Regions from separate parts of the Mus musculus genome. Here region 1 is linked to region 2. Evidence: chromatin contacts called from public HiChIP or PLAC-seq data. All regions are on one chromosome and are shown on one strand. The core of a region is the stretch at or near the end of the contact, and the rest is flanking DNA. Distances in the headings are between cores, read along the strand shown.

Region 1 (5,042 bases), core at 1,947-4,446, 150 kb after region 2:
GATAGAAACTCTGGGAAAGAGTCAGGCTGGTGGGATTCAACAGCAAAGCACAGATGAGGTCAGATATATGGGGACAGAATTAGAGGTAACAGGCACCATGGCAAAGATGGATTAGTGTAAATTGGTTACTAAGTTATATGAGCTAGTTGGGAACAAACTTAAGCTGTGAGGGCCAAGCATTCATAAATAAATATAAGTCTCTCTGTGTGTCATTGTTCGGAAGCCAGGCTGTTGCAGTAAATCTCCACCCAAATATGCCCCAGCAATGAAAACACAACACAGTTAGTATGATTACATGTTGTGCACCTAGATCCGCTACCCTACCATCTTCCACAGCTTATGAGACTCCTTAGAACTTATGGTTTCTCCAGGCCATGTGCTTCTGCTCCACTTTTCTTCTTCTTCCTCCTCCTCTGCATCCTCTCCCTCTTGCATTTTCTCCCTCTCCTTCGGCTCCACCTTCCCTTTAATCTGCCCAGTTATCATCTCTCCTTTATTTTACAAATTAAGGTAGGAAGCAGGTTTACAGGAAATCACCTGAGTGCTGACTCATTCCTTGTTTGCAACCACTCACAGGAGAATGGAATTAACATCAAATATAACTAGACCCAGGGCTATGCACAACACCAGGCAGTCTAGACAGTCCAATGATAAATGTCCTCTGCTTTCTTTTCTACCCGTGTGACATTGCAGAAATTGATAGCTGTTGCTTTATTCTTGTGTATCTTCATAAACTGTGGGAAGGTAGTTGACATGATCTGTTTTATTGTACAGGGAACTCAGAAGACTCGGGGAAGGTGCATGCCCCTCCCTTCTCTGGGAACACTGTGGGCCTGCATGACTTTGTACTTGGACATAGTAGAAGAGGGAAGTTCTTCAGATCAAAACTTTCTCGAAGTCTACAGATGTCTACTTTAGAGGCTTCTATTGTGGACTCTTCCGGTGGGTGGGATGTGGATGGAGACTTAGCTTAGCCTATTCATTAAATCCAAACTTCTGAGGCTGGTTTGATATTGCTGCTTCCCAGTGTGTGTTATAAAGATGAGCTGAAAGCTTTCTAAATGGAATACGCTTGAGGCACAATTAAGTCTGCTCACCACTTTGTTGCAGGATGTCTCAGTGCCTTTTATAAGTCTCTGAGAAGGAACAGTAGATGTTTTTATCCATAAACCTCATTAATCTAAACTCACTTTTTGTGCATCATAAAAGACTCGAGTGTCCTTAAAAAGTATCTGCTTAAATCTCACAGTGGCCTAGGAGCCCCATGGCAGGATGACCTAAAAGATATGCTTGAATCTGGATTTACAAACCCAGGACCAGAATAAACCACACTTCTAACTCAAGGGCTAAGGGGCCATCACAAAACACCCTGTGTACCAGTTCTATGTCTGTCCTTGTGGGCTCTCTCTACCTTCTGATACCTCAGACACCCATTCATAACTTTCTACATATGACGCAAACACAGATATGGGGTATAACAGTTCCTCAGTGCAGGGTGTTTGAATAGGCCATAGCCACCAGCCTGGCTTCTGTGTGGAATAACGAATGAGCCCTTCACAATTTGTTTGCAGGCCACAGTAATTGTACACAGTGAAAAACATTTCAGGCAGATTTGGGCCTCAGATGAATAGTCTGGCTGCAGCACTGTGAGACTCTAAAGGCAGAAATTGGCCCTTTTATCCCATCAATAAAAATGATGAATCAAGGCTACTCTCCAGTTTCTCTTAACATGTCTAGCATCAAAATAGCTGTCTGCCAAAGCTGAAGCCCCATGGAAGGGCTGAAGTGGTGAGATAAAGGAGGGTCTTTTCAAGGGTCTGGATCTACGCTTTCCAAAGAATGAAAGGTCCAGGAAGTGAGAAGAGTCGCTGAGAGGAATATCTCCCAGATGAAACAGCAGGGCTGTTGAGAGAGGGGACTCGGTGCTAAGGCCAGCACACTAGGCAATTTCAGAATCACTTCTTAAGCCACGTGTCTAGCTTACAAAACTCACAGTCTATACATCTAACATCGTTGACTGAACCCCTCATTGAATGCATCCCCTGTTGGGGAAACTGAGACTCAGAGAGAGACAGACAGACAGACAGACAATGGAACTTACCCAAGGATGCATGCTGTATGAATAGTGTGCTGTGATTTGAATAAGAGTAGTTCCCATTGACACACATATCTGAATGCTTAGTCACCAGGAAGTGGCACTGCTTGAGAAGGATTATGGGGTGTGGCCTTGGAAGAAGTGGGTCACTGGGGGTAGGCTTTGAGGTTTCAAAAAGCCCATTCCAGACCTCTCTCTCTTCCTCTCTCTCCCGCCCTCCCTCCCTCTCTCTCTCTCTCCCTCCCTCCTTCTCTCTCCCTCCCTCCCTCTCTCTCCCTCTCTCTCTCTCTCTCTCTCTCTCTCTCTTTTCTTCCCTTCTCCCCTCCCTTCCCCCCTCCCCTCTTACCTGTGGATCAGGATGCAGCTCTCAGCTGTTGCCACAGTGCCATGTGTGCTGGCATGATAATGTGCTACTCTTTCCGGTCGAGTCAGCTGGACAAGCCGAAAGGCTTAAAAGTCACTCATGAGGCAAAAGAGTTTCAAGGAAGCTCTCCTCCTGGAGTCTAGCGTTCTCTACCCATACATTAATTTTTCATTCCTGCATTCCATTACCGCGTTAGTCTAGTGTATGGATCCACGTGCTCTCTTTCAGTATTTTCCTATTATAAGTGCTTTTTAAAATTGAACTCTGACATGGCTAAAGCCTTCCGCCAGTGTTCCAACAGTTCTAGAACGTCCTTGACCAAGATCAAGGGCTTGGAATTCAGTAAGATTGTAAAAGCTAAGTCACTCCCTTACACAGGAATTTACCATCACTAAGGAAGAAGGAAGTTTCAGACCAAAGGAGAAACCAGAATAGATACTTATAACTATAGCAGAGTTACACCCATACACACGTATTTACAATGGCCTAAGGGGAAGGTGGACTATACAAGAAACTAAAATAGGAACTATGGCAAGGGCACAAAGCCCTTGACCCTGGCTTCTAAGATTAGTGAATCTTAGGTGGAGCCCTTGTTGATCCCAGCTGTTATCAATGTATTCTATCCCAGGTGGTTCCCGTTAGACCTTTTGTGTTTGCATTCCTGTTTTATGTAAGATTCCGGCTTGTGAACAGATCTGGGGGCAAGAAGGAAGAGTGAGTTGGGATAGAGAAAGTGAAAAGAACAACCAATCGAGAAGTACCTGAGGTGACAGAAGAATAGATCAGAGCATCTAGGAGTTTCTGGTGTTCTACCCTCCATGCTGCAGAAGAGCCTTGTTCTTGAACATCACAGAGTGCAGAAAACTTTGCTATCTATATCTAATGTGGAGAAGCATGTAGAGAAATTTTTAATTCAGAGCATAGTTGTTCTGGCAAGAGATCCCATCCAAAGAACTTCTAGGTCTACATAATTCAGTTGGAATACAGACATGCCTTTAATCCCAGGGAACAGACACAAGCAGAACTCTGAGCTCAAGGCCAGCCTGGTATAGAGCAAGTTTCAGGTAAAGTAGAGCTTAGGTCTAGGCATGGTAGTATATGCCTTTAATCCCAGTACTCTAGAGACAGAGGCAAGATCTCTGAGTTCTAGTCAGTTCTTAGGAAGATCTGTTGAGTCCATGAGTTGAGAGTCAGTGCAGTGGAGATGAATTTATGGCAGTTCAATTCATGGAACTCAGAGACAGTTTTACCAGGAATGTTTTACAGAGACAGGTTAAAGAGAGAACAAGCCTTGTAAGGCCAAGAAAAGACAGGAAAAACCAGAGAATAGGAAGGATCCAGAAAATTTGAACAGATTGCTAGAATTGGTTTGAGGCTGAGCAGAACAATTCAGTCAGAAGCTGAGAGATGCCAGTTTGAATTAGTCAGCTAGGAGAGGAGTTTGAGCCAGAACAGCTGAGTTGAACTAGCCAGCCAGACTTCAGAAAGAACTAGAAAGGGTAAGCTTATTCAGCAGTAAGTCCCAGAGGCTGAAAAAATTCTAGGCATAGATCAGACTGTATAGAGGCGAGAATCTTCCAGGACTAGGTCTAGATTAGCAGAGAGAGGTAGTAAGACTCTGAGATGACAATTACATCTAGCGAGTAAAACTTACTTTTTCAGAAGCAGTGGTCCACTTTCTGTTATGTCTCCGTGGTCCAGAGAGGACACATCAGTTTACTCCTAGTTCTGAAGTTCATCTCCATCTGACCTTTCAGACCACCAAGGAAGTAGAACCCTGAGTTCTCTCTGATGATCAGGCCAGGGCTGACCATTAACACCCATCACTGACTGGCTTTGAGTTTATGAATCACATGTTCCAATTTCACCAAAGCTCTGCCCTTCTTCAGATTCTGACAGCTTTGTCTTGCCTTCTAGTTTTATCATCTCAGGGACCAAGGGTATGCTTGTGCTTGGGCATAGAACTATAGAAAAAAAATGTTCTCTCATTCTTTCTTCCTCTGAGAATGAGGAGGCTGCCATGTTTTCAATTATTGGTGTTTGTGAGCTTCCTCTCAAGCTTCTTAGAAAGACCACAGAGCAGCCTTCTTTTCTCTACTGGAAATTTTCTACCATTTTCTTTCTCTTCTTCACATGTTCACTTGGAAGTGGGGCATGTCATACAAACACTTAATCTCAGAACTCAGGAGGGAGAGGCAAGAGTATCTCTCTGGTTTGAAGGCCAGTCTAGTGTACATAGTGAAGTCCAAGACAGCCAGAATTACTACATAGAGAGATCCTGTCTTAAATAAAACAAATTTTCCTCTTGGTCTGTCTCTCTATAACTCACCTCCGCCAACCCTGGACATTCTGTGAGTTCTTTCAAATTAGAGTTTGATTTCTCCTGCCTCTCTACCCATCAGGCAGGGACATTTAGTCCTTACAAAGGACTTATGTGGGGAGTGTGTTATCCTATTTTCTATTGCTCTGACATATACCCAAGACAAACACCTTATACAGAGAAAAGGGTTAGTTGGCTCATTCTTTAGGAGGTTTTGGTCCATGCCTGTGTCTAAGCAAAGAGGGCAGGGATGGAAAGGGCCT
Region 2 (5,453 bases), core at 144-2,643:
CCATGAAGCACTCACGTGGCCCTGCCGCATGGGGGCGCACTACACATCTGTGGAAAGGAATTACTGTGGCTGCGACTGGAGCCTGATATACACTTGATTCCAATGGCCAATCAATGCTCCTCGTTTCTGTGAGCTGTGCCTTTGAGGGTGGTCACAGAACAACGTGGGACTCCCTGTGTGAGGAAGACTGCTAGCCACAGGACCACATGTGGCTAAAGCATCAATGAGTCAGTGCAGAGGGAGAGGAGGGGCATCGGTCAACATCCGCTTTGTCAGATGAGTGTGAACTCTGCAGTCGCACTTCTTTAAAGCCCTTTCTAACCTCCCATTTGTTCTGACAGGGGGATTTCACGGTTTACACACCCCTGTGAGGTGCTGAGAAACGGGCGTTTTCTGACTGAGCCATTTTCCAGCCCTAACTTCTATAGCTTTTACATGTAAAGAAATGATGGTGATGGTGATGGTGATGGTGATGATGATAAGTGATACCTCTAGTTCCTACTACTTGGAAGACTGAAGTGGTGGGATCAATTGAGCTTTCTTACTGCCCCTCCCCCATCTTGTAACTGGCTGGCCTAGAACTCAGAGATCTGCTCTGTCTCCAGCTATAGAGTGCTGAGATTAAAGGTGTGTCCCATCGCACCTGAGACCGAATAGGATTCTTAAAGAAAAATAATCCTTTTAAATGGCGTTATGTTGCTCGCATTTATCAGTGGAGTGAACTGAATTTTGTCTAGACTTCTCTTTAAAGTTTAACATATTTGATAGCTTTACTTAAAAGTTCTTTGATTAACAAACTTCAAATTCTTAAGTAGTTCCAAAACTGAGTTAAAATTATAGGTATTGTGATAATTAAATATTATTAGTGCTAAAATAGCTAATACATTAAGAAATTTCAACTAAACCGCAAGCATGGATCATTCTCTCAACATATACTTTACAACTCAGAATCTCAAGGTTAACTCATGTTTTTAAAATCTCATACACACTTTAGTAGTTACTTAATATTTCTGTGGTCCCGAGGTATGCAAACTACTGATACAGCAATTGTTATTGTGATCTACAAACATGTTACATGACATTTATGGCTGTCCTGGGACATACAAATCCTGTGGGCCACAGAGTGGATACACCTGGTGATTCTAAAGTTTCTTAATATGTCTGCTTCCCCTTGATTCTAAACCTCCCTCTGATTAAAGGATTTCAAAGAGGCTGTCTTGACACTTTAAACTATTTAGTTATCTTGCATAGAAATCTGGTTGTGCCATCCAGGCTGGCCTGGAATGCACTGTCTTCCTGCCTCAGCTTCCCAACTTCCGGGGTTCAGGACTGCATTAACATACAAATTGCCTTGTAAGCTATTTGAGTTCACGGCCTATACCCAGTTTGTCCACTAGAGGGCGCCTGATGACCTTGCTTGGACCACTGTCTGCACAGGCTCCATCAGCCTCCTCCACATGAGTGGTTCAGAGCCCATATTGCCCAAAGTTACATTTCCCCAAACTCCATCTACTCACACTTTCCTCTGTCCTCAATCAGCTTGCTGGACCCCTGCATCTAAGTGATCTGCTTACCGCTGCTTCCAACCTGCCTGGTCCTATTTGCACGCCCATGGCTGGATACTCTCTGTGGGCTTTGTGTACTTATCCGGGAGCTACACAAAGCCATCATGTCAAGCAGTAGGTACATGTGTGAGTATGACACACTGAAAGCTACCTGGCTCTGAACCTACCACCTGTGCTAGTACCGTGTTCTAAATCATACCACCCTCTAAACTGCTAGGCATCAGAATCCTAGGTCAGGTTCTCTGAGATGTTCTAACGTCCATTTTTACATCATGTGTATGATAAGACTTGCTTCTCAAATCCCATATTTACATATGTGTATTTGTGTGCATTTTTTCAGTGATGGTAATCAAACCCACACAGTGGGCATGGAGCTACAGCAGTCCTCCCTATACTTTTATTAACTCACTTGACTGGCCTCTAAGTCACAGAGATCTGCCTGCCTCTATGTCTGGCATACTGAGACTAAAGGTGTACCCCGCCATACCTGGTCTATCACTCACTTTTTTTGTTTTGTTTTGTTTTGGTTTGGTTTTTTGGTTTTTCGAGACAGGGTTTCTCTGTATAGTTCTGGCTGTCCTGGAACTCACTCTGTAGACCAGGCTGGCCTCAAACTCTGCCTCTCAAGTGCTGGGATTAAAGGCATGCACTACCACGCCCCGATATCACTCACTTTTTACAAATAAGAGATTCCTTTGTCCTATATAAAGTCAAGATGAGAGGAGAGACAGGGAGAGACAGAGAAACAGAGAGAGACATAGACAGACAGAGAGACACAGAGAGAGAGAGACAGAGAGAGACAGGGGGGGACTCATCTTCTTCAGGTAAAAAAAGAGACATAGTATCATTGCGTATAGTTCTTAACCCAGTTGTGGTTCTGTCCTTTTTTGATGTCTGTCTATCTAGGACATAACGTCATGAGGTCAGGCAGAGGGTGAAGCTAAGCAACATGCAACTCCTGGCCCATCCTGGCACACCAGAGCACAAATCATAGTTGTTGAAATAACCGAGTGTAAATTCAGCAAGCAGAGCAGATCAAGAAAGCACGTGTACTGGGAGAAGCGAGCGAGGCAGGGGAAGAGACGCATTTCCAGGGAATTGCTGGCATTCCTTTTCTGGCTAGTTCTCTCTAGCCACAAGCTGCTGTATATCTTTGGCCAACCAACCGCAGATCAAGAGTCCCCAAAGAAAATAATTATATCCACTAGAGAACGTATACAGACGTCTGTCATTACACCACACAGCATAACAGTGTTCATACACCACTTGCAGATTATTTTAAATATTTGTGGAAATGTTTTATATAAGAAGGAGGCATTCTGCATAGGGTGCTTGAGAACCTGTGGGTGTTGGTAGCTGAACCCAATTCCTGAGATATCAAAGGCTGACCGAACAGGAATTCCACTTCTCTTAATGATACACCTCACTCCTCTCCCACCCCCCACCTTTTGAGGGGTAGGGGTTGAGACAGGCCTTGGATGTCCTGGAACTTGCTCTGTAGACCAAACTCTGCCTGCTTCTGCCTACCAAGTGCTGGGATCAAAGGCGTGCGACATCCTCTCCCAGTCACACCCCTGCATCTGAGATCGATTAACATATCCTGTGTTCAGGGCCCAGCACTGAAGTATCAACACCAGTGTCTGTCTCTGGACAACTGAGAGTCCCACCCCACAGTCCATCGCTGACCTGGCTCAGTGCCACATGCGAATGATAAAGGCATGCGTTCTGACCTGGCATGATGGTTTTCTTGCATTCCTGGCACTTGGACGAGTATTCATTGGAATAGCAGTCGGTGCACAGCAGCTGTTCCTCCTTGGCAGCAAAGGGCTTGTCCACCAGCGAGCTTCCACACCGGGAGCAATGGAAGCAGCCTTCATGCCAGTGCCGATCCTTGTAGGACAAGTCCTAGAGAGGCAGACACACAAATCGTCAGAGGCGGGACAGGAGAGGTGACACTACTGTCTGACTCAGAGCACAGGGGCCTTGGTGCACTACATTGCTGGAGTGGGTGGGTAAGAGAGGGAGGGGGAGGGCGAGGAAGGACGGCAGATTTGCCTGTGGACAAGCCTGTGCTGTATTTTCTTGATTGGTGATTGATATGGGAGAGACCAACTTACTATGGGCTGGTGGTCCTGTGTGCTATTTAAAAAGCAGGCTAAGCAAGCCACGCGGAAGTGACAAGCCAGCAATCAGCTCTTCTCCTCTGCCTCTGTATCTGTTACTGCCTCCCTGTTCCTGCTCTGACCTCCTTTAGTGATGGAGTGTGGGCTGAGAGTTGTAAGCTGAAACAAGCCTCTCCTTTGGATGTCTCTTTTGGTCTTGCTGTTTTCTCACAGCATGAGAAACCCTAACTTAGACACTGAACTAGGAGGCCTTGTTTCTGAGAGGTTCACGTTCCTCTGAACCCAGTTCTCTCCATGTCAGTGGGTTGGTCCTTTGAAGAGATGGATCAGAGACATGGCTGACACACATGCTGGACTCCCGTAAGTCTAAGTATGATGAGAGTAGGCAGTGAGAGAGCAGAAACCTAAACCTGTCTTTTGAAGGTTAAATACTGAAAGTAATTTTAGAAGAAAAAAAAATTTGGTGGGGAGATCATATGTACTTCGTTGTATATTTTGATAAGTGAAATGCAATATAATCTGCTTTAATTTGAGACCACCTGTCGGTGTGTTAAGTCACTACAAACTGCTAAGCTCATGCAATGTGTACATTATCATTATATGATATGTCATATACATATATTGGTATCATTTGGGATTAGGTATAACCTGGACTCTTTCCATACATATTCCCCATTTTTAAACTTAAACCCCTTATGGGGCCCAAGTAGCAGACAAAATAAAACAAACAGAAAATAAACGGCAGATATTTGCACGGTGAATGATGGTAATTAGGACCATGTTGTAAGCTCACGATACTGCATAGCCCTGAAATATAGTTAGTACTGAAGCTCAGAGACACTTCTAAGCTTCTCCACAGTCACACAGCTGGCATGTACCCAAGTCAGGCTGTGGTATGGTTTCCACTCACTGAACCATACCAGATGGGCGTTGAAAAGGGCCAGCTTTTTCAGAAGTTAGCTGGCCTTCCGCTGTAATACGTCATCCCACTAATGAGGGTTTTCGGTGGAAAGGCTACAGATTGCTTTCCACGGCCACCCACCATTGGACAGAAGTGAAAGAGAGAAGTCAGAAGCCTTTCTTGTAAGGTGGCCTACTGTCACCTGGCAGCAACTCTGCTCAGGGAGTGGGCACTGCACACACCAAGGGGTCACTTTTAGCTAGCAAGGAGAAAAGCTGCACAATTTTGTTACTTTTCGCTGTGACAGAACACCACAATCAAGATAACATAAAGTATTTAATTGGGCTTAAAGTTTTGGGGGATTAGAAGCCATGATGGTAGAGCAAATGCATGGCGATGAGAAGAGCTCAGCTCTCACATCTCAGAACTGTAGGCTGGAGGCAGAGAGTGTGCCACCAGATGTCACCAGTCCCACACAGACTATCGAGAAGGACAGAGTCCTTTGCATTGGTGTTATGAGACATTTGCAGAGAAACCAGCTGAATGCTCTAATTGGTCTAAGGTTTTACGGAAACTCAGAACATTTCTACAACAAAAACACAGCTGTGGTTAAAGACTGCCTAGCTGACAGTCATTTGACACTTGAAAGTTTGACCTTAAATATGAACACTGTCATGTCCTCTAGATGGACATGGCCCATCCCACTCAGAGAGCCAAGTCAGGCATGCAGAGATCACAGAAAGTCTATGAAGAGTCAGACAGAGCCATCCCTGCTGTCCTCTCGTGAACGTGGCTCTCAGTGCACGTTTCCTGAGGCCTTCCGAACTCACCTGTCTCTCTTGTGCATGCACACACTCAACATAG

What was found. HiChIP or PLAC-seq counts read pairs in DNA pulled down with a chosen protein or histone mark.
Region 1: an H3K27ac HiChIP or PLAC-seq map of trophoblast stem cells shows a contact between it and region 2, with 11 read pairs. The contact joins two enhancer-like sites. A contact is called at or near these places in 4 of 15 datasets of contacts at CTCF or cohesin (CD8 T cells, the NIH/3T3 cell line, embryonic stem cells and 1 more), 5 of 484 Hi-C or Micro-C datasets (embryonic fibroblasts, embryonic stem cells, multipotent progenitors and 2 more), 8 of 115 datasets of contacts at active chromatin or transcription factors (CD8 T cells, embryonic stem cells and trophoblast stem cells) and 1 of 9 other capture datasets (embryonic stem cells).

Annotation. Positions count from the first base shown.
Region 1 is chr1:43,284,250-43,289,291 of GRCm38.p6, forward strand. No RefSeq gene overlaps it. Among named protein-coding and RNA genes, the nearest start is that of Gm29040, 26 kb to the left of the region's middle. Within about 2 kb of position 3,197, at least 7 of the 459 cell types and tissues checked have an H3K27ac peak or open chromatin away from gene starts, as enhancers often do. A contact at or near this core is called in trophoblast stem cells, where this site is marked.
Region 2 is chr1:43,138,403-43,143,855 of GRCm38.p6, forward strand. It overlaps Fhl2 (four and a half LIM domains 2), which reads right to left. Exons shown (of 6, transcript NM_010212.4): 3 at 3,296-3,470. Among named protein-coding and RNA genes, the nearest start is that of Fhl2, 23 kb to the right of the region's middle. Within about 2 kb of position 1,394, at least 32 of the 459 cell types and tissues checked have an H3K27ac peak or open chromatin away from gene starts, as enhancers often do. A contact at or near this core is called in trophoblast stem cells, where this site is marked.